2 separate regions of the Mus musculus genome follow, and region 2 is linked to region 1. The links are chromatin contacts, called in public HiChIP or PLAC-seq maps. All regions are on one chromosome and are shown on one strand. Each heading gives the region's core, a stretch centred on a gene start, on an enhancer-like site or on the middle of the called end of the contact. The rest is flanking DNA. Distances are from core to core; before and after follow the strand shown.

Region 1 (2,700 bases), core at 106-2,605:
GGCATGGTAAGGTCTGTGACTCAGACCAAGCATCCTCCCCGATCCCTCCCACACATAAATGATGACATAACCAGGAAGAGAAGGAGCCAGCAAAGGACACAGACCTAGGAACAGTAAGACAGGGTAGAAAGCAGGGGCCCAGGCAGTATACAACACCTGGCCACTAGGTGAACCCCTCAGCCTCCTTTTGTCTCCCCTGTCATGTGGACCTTTTGTCCTGTCTTCTGCTACTGGAACAGAAAACCTCGGGCTGGATAAGCCACACACACGGTAGACATTTATTTAGCTCATGTGTCCAGGGGATGTAAAGTCCAAGATCGAGGGACCACATGTAGTGAGGACCTTCTTGTTTCCTTATAAGTCTGCAAGCACATGACAGACAGACAGACAGACAGACAGACAGACAGACAGACAGACAGAGATGGGGGTAATAGGAGTGGGAAAGGGAGTGGGGAAGACCAAACTGATAACAAACCACTCTCTAGAGAGCCACCCATACCCTGAATAATTTGATTAAACTGTTCCTGACCTCAGAGCAAATGTTCATTGCAATGAGTCATGGCTCTGTTTCAAGGCTACACCATCTTCTGCTATACCATCAATACCGGATCCTCACTGGGACACCTCTCAGATATTCTGTTGTCCTGTGCCATGGAGTTCCTTCAGCTTTGGATCTGCAGGGCTGGCCCCTTCACAAATTCCAGCAGATCATAGATGGGACAGATGTTGGGGTGTGCCAGCTCAAAGTGCTAGACCTTGGTCTGGGGGGTAGCTGAGTTGGTCAGTCTGCCAGCTCTCCAATGTTGTGGATAGCCCTGGGGCTAATTACATTTTATGTTAATTCCATTCTCCAGTGAAGGGTTTCATGTGAATGAGGAATGAGTCAGCACTCAGGTGATTTCCTGTAAACCTGCTTCCCACCTTAATTTGTAAAATAAAGGAAAGCTGATGATTGGGCAGATAAAAGGGAAGGTGGAGCAGAAGGTGAGGGAGAGAAGAAGGAGAAAATGCAGAGGAGGAGGAGGAGGAAGAAAAGCAGAGCAGAAGCACATGGCCTGGAGAAACCGCAAGTTCTAAGGGGTCTCATGAGCTGTGGAAGATGGTAGTGTAGCGGTAGATATGCCCAATCTAGACGCACTGCATGTAATCATATTAACTGTGTTGTGTTTTCATTACCAGGGCATATTTGGGAGATTTACTGCAACACTCCTGCACCCGAGCCACCAGTGTGAGCTCTACAGCACTGCCCTAGCTCATCCAATGCTACAACTGGCCAGGGTCAAGGTCTACCTGCCTGTTCTCATGTTCTCATGTGGTGGGAGGCAGCGTATCCCTACCTTTGCCACCAGGGGGAGTTCTGCTGTGCTGCTCAGCTAAGGTTCAAGGCCCATTCTCCCTAGTGCTGCAGCCAGTAAGGGGCTGGGCCAGCTCTCCCACGCTCATGCTGTCAGAGCATCTCACCTGCACCCCCACCATCAGGGTCAGCTCTACTGTGCTGCTCTATAGGGGGTGGTGCTGATGCTGAGGTCCTGTTCTTCAATAGGTTCTCGATTCATCAATAAAGATGCTAGCTGTCAATGACCTGGGCAGAACAGGTGGGACTTCCAAGGTCCCCACAGGCAAGCTAGCAGACCTAGGAGAGAGGGAGTTAAAGGAGATAAAGCCAACCAGCCATGTGAGTCAATGGTCACTGTATCTGATTATGCCAGAGTGGCAGGGGATGTTTAGCAGTACCCAGTCATTGAGTTAGCAAAGGCATTTTGAGATTAACTGGTGTGTGTGTGTGCATAGGGGCTGGTAGCGCAGCCTGCAGCCTGTTCCTGAAGCTTACGGCAGGGTAACAAAAACTACACACTCTACTGCCCAGGTGAGGGATGGAGCCAGTTCTCCCAAGAGCCTCACAAACATTCCTGGGCACACAACTCTGAGACACAGTGAGTGGTGTGTTCTCAGCCAATACATCTTAGGGTTGATTCGCTATATTATATTAGTCAGATTCTACATTTCCCCTCAAGATAGAGGCCATGACCCTTTGCATTTTACAGCTAAGGATAGGTGCAGTAAATTCCCTTGGCCGCACTGTCTGTTGTTCAAGTGATGGGGGCCAGGCTCCAGCTCCAACATGTCTCCTGGGTGAGAGGTTCTGTTTTCCTGCCCCACCAAGGCATCTGATTTCTAAATGGGAAGTGAAAGTTAAAAGGCAGCTGGGTCAGGGAGACCCTCGGTGGCCAGGCAGGGCCAGTACAAGATGGGTCTCCACCTCTGTGTCAGTCTCCCTGGGCATGCCTATTAGCCTCAGTGCCTGACATGGTTGGTCAAACCCAACATCATCTTTGTGTCAAAGTACTTCCATCACCAAGGTCAAGGCCCTTGCTCCTTACATGGTTTAGTTTTGGTGCTGGCCAGTCATCTCCTGGAGTCATCAGAGCCTGGAGAACATAGGTCGCAGTGCCTGTCTGCAAGCTTCACTTCTGTTTATTGAACTGCTTAGTCTTCACCACAGCTCATTCCTAATTTACCAATAAGAAATCTGAGGTTCGGGGAAGAAAAATGGTATCAAGGATTAGTTTTGTTTTGAATTCACAGAGCCATCTGACTCCATACTTAAGGGCAGCAGGCACCAAGCAGGTCTTTCCCTTCCCCTGACACGGAATCTTCCTAGCTTAGAGTCTTTCCGGAACTGGTCCCAGAGTGATCAAG
Region 2 (2,700 bases), core at 186-2,685, 310 kb after region 1:
GTAATGACTTTTTGTTATTTTTGACATCATGAGAAACAACTTTAAAAGAGAGGGAAAGATGCATTCTGGTTCACAATTCAGAGACACCAATCCACCGTCTGTTGGCCTTGTCACTTCAGGCTTGAATCAAGGCTGAAACTTAGAGCAACAGAAGCCTGTGGTAGACTGGATCAACCATCCAGCAGCCAGAAACTCAAAAGGCAGTAAGGTGTCAGGGTTGAGATACCCTTCTAAGCAGACCCTGCAGGCCCCATCTCCCACTACTTTCTCGTAATGACAGCAAATCATGAATCCATCAGTGGCTTAATCCATTAATGAAGTCAGAGCCAATGATCTGATTATTTCTCAGTGATTGAATCTACCCACTGGGTACCCAGCCTTCAAGCTATGATATGAGCCTTTAGGAGAACAGCTCTTATCTAAACTGTAATGCAGCTTATTTGGAAGATGACTGGGAGACACACCCCAGAACACAGAGGTGTGAGACACCTGAGAAAGAACAGCCACTCAACCACTCCTAGAAGCCAGAGGCATCCATTCCAAGACCTCAGAAGCAGGCACAAGGCACTGCAATGCTGGGAAGTGGAGGCTGTTGTCTATCAGTTCCCAGCCCCCACACAGAGCTGTACCTCTGGGTGTAACCTGACCCACCTCATGTGTTTTACTCTTTGCAGTGCTTAGCGTGGAAGTAGACACGATGCACATTTAGTCACAGGGTAGTTAGGTAGATGCTCTGCATTGCTGAGTTTGATCCATTGCATCTGTGGCTGAAATCAGAAGTGGACAGAGGCGAGTACCACTTGCCTACAGTGAACTTCCACCTTTGAAATGATTTTGTGGGAGGAATACACACAAAATCTCATCCATCTTTAAGACTCTCTAAACTTGGGGCTGGAGAGATGGCTCAACAGAGGACCTGGGTTCAATTCCCAGCACCCACATGGTAACTCACAACTTTCTGTACCTCTCATTCAAGAAGATCCGACACTCTCCCACAAACACATATGCAGGCAAAACACCAATGCACATGAGAAAAAACAAAAATAAAAACTTCCTACGCTGTTATCTCTTCCCAGAAGGCCTGGCTGAAAGACAGGCCTACCAGTCAGTCCCTTGGTACTTGGGCCACTGCACAAGTGAGATGTTCCCCTCTATGGCTACAAGTCCCCAGAGCTCCAGTTTACCCCACCCAAGGCATGAGGGCCGTGCTCCGAGGAATCATAAACACAGTATATGCTCTAACTCTTATGAAAACCCTACAAGCTAAGCGTGGTTACCCTCACATTATAAACTAAGGACACTGACCTGTAACCTTCCCCAAGCCTGAAGCAGATTAACCCAGACCTTGACCTTTTCTGCCACTAAGGAGATTACCTAAAATGGAGCCTTCCTAGATCACTCTATTGTTCAGCCACTGTTGCTGTACCTCTTCAAGATACTGCTACCTGCGGGGAGGCTGCAGAGCTATTCCAGAGACTACACCTTATCCTGCACGTGGTCACCTGCAGCTGGGCTCCAAGAATGAATTGGTGGGAATGGGCCTCCCCTCTCCTTTATAAACACATTTGCCATTAAACATTTGAGCCTTGATCAGAACCTTGTCTTGGCTCCATTTCTCTCTTGTCCGCCTAGTTCCCCTCTCTTTTCAGCCCCAGTTTGCTTCCCAGGTGAAACCCAGTTCATGTGAGCCGCGGGTCGGTTTCCAACACTGACCCAGGAAGGAGTAGAGGAACGTGTGCCTGAGGTCATACAAAATCCAGTCTTTGCTGCTCTCTATCCAGCTCTGACACAGGCCAGGGCGACTGGGAGGAGCCTCAGAGGGCTGTATTCCTTTTCTCTGGTGCTGTATGGAGTATACAACAAGCTGGGTGTTGAAAGCAACAAAAGTTGATTTCCTCACAGTTTGGAAGGATAGGACTTCAAGAGCAACCACTAGCCAGGTGGGTATGCTGTAATGGTTGTTTGGCATGGTTCTCCCACCTCTGGCAGCCTCAGACATTCATGGATTTTAAATGACATTCTCCCTGTTACAGCACTTTCTCTTTGCCTGCCCCTGTGTTCAAATCCACCTCCCCTACCTTTAAAGACAACAGTCACGCTGGATGAGAGCCTTCCCAAACAACTGCATCCTCAAATAAAGAACATGTTCTGGGGTGAAACAATTCAACCCATGGCAGTAGGAGATGTTCCAGACTCTTAGACCCTTATTCTTCATGCTGAATGGGGGCCTTCAGCACTTGAATGTCTAAGTATGCTCAGGTGTGGGACACTCAGGTAACCCCCTCAGTCAGGCCTCAGGAATTAGTTCTTTACTTTTCTATCAACAGCCATTTGTTAACATGAGATCAGTTCTTCCCTCAAAAGGACTAAAGAGAGTTTATTCCTGAGCCAAATGTGAATGACTGTGGATGGCTTTAGGACACAGATTTTGAGTTGCCCCAAATAACATCCAAATTCCAGCATAGCAACGTTTTCATAAAGTCTGTTTTTTTTTTTTTTTTTTGAGAACAAAACAAAGACAATCACAAGTCAAGATATAAAGAGTGTGTGTGTGTGAGAGAGAGAGAGAGAGAGAGAGAGAGGGAGAGAGAGACAGTGACAGACAGAATATCAAGTAAGCAAGTTACAGAAAAATGGGGAACTCTCATGTCTGCTGTAAGCTCAGGTCTTATCTGATGGCATCCTTAGCCTGTGGATTGG

Evidence for each region. HiChIP or PLAC-seq counts read pairs in DNA pulled down with a chosen protein or histone mark.
Region 2: an H3K27ac HiChIP or PLAC-seq map of embryonic stem cells shows a contact between it and region 1, with 8 read pairs. The contact joins two enhancer-like sites. A contact is called at or near these places in 1 of 484 Hi-C or Micro-C datasets (embryonic stem cells), 2 of 115 datasets of contacts at active chromatin or transcription factors (both in embryonic stem cells) and 1 of 9 other capture datasets (embryonic stem cells).

The regions. Positions count from the first base shown.
Region 1 is chr15:36,759,441-36,762,140 of GRCm38.p6, forward strand. No RefSeq gene overlaps it. Among named protein-coding and RNA genes, the nearest start is that of Gm41297, 32 kb to the left of the region's middle. Within about 2 kb of position 1,356, at least 43 of the 459 cell types and tissues checked have an H3K27ac peak or open chromatin away from gene starts, as enhancers often do. A contact at or near this core is called in embryonic stem cells, where this site is marked.
Region 2 is chr15:37,069,791-37,072,490 of GRCm38.p6, forward strand. No RefSeq gene overlaps it. Among named protein-coding and RNA genes, the nearest start is that of Gm34724, 25 kb to the left of the region's middle. Within about 2 kb of position 1,436, at least 14 of the 459 cell types and tissues checked have an H3K27ac peak or open chromatin away from gene starts, as enhancers often do. A contact at or near this core is called in embryonic stem cells, where this site is marked.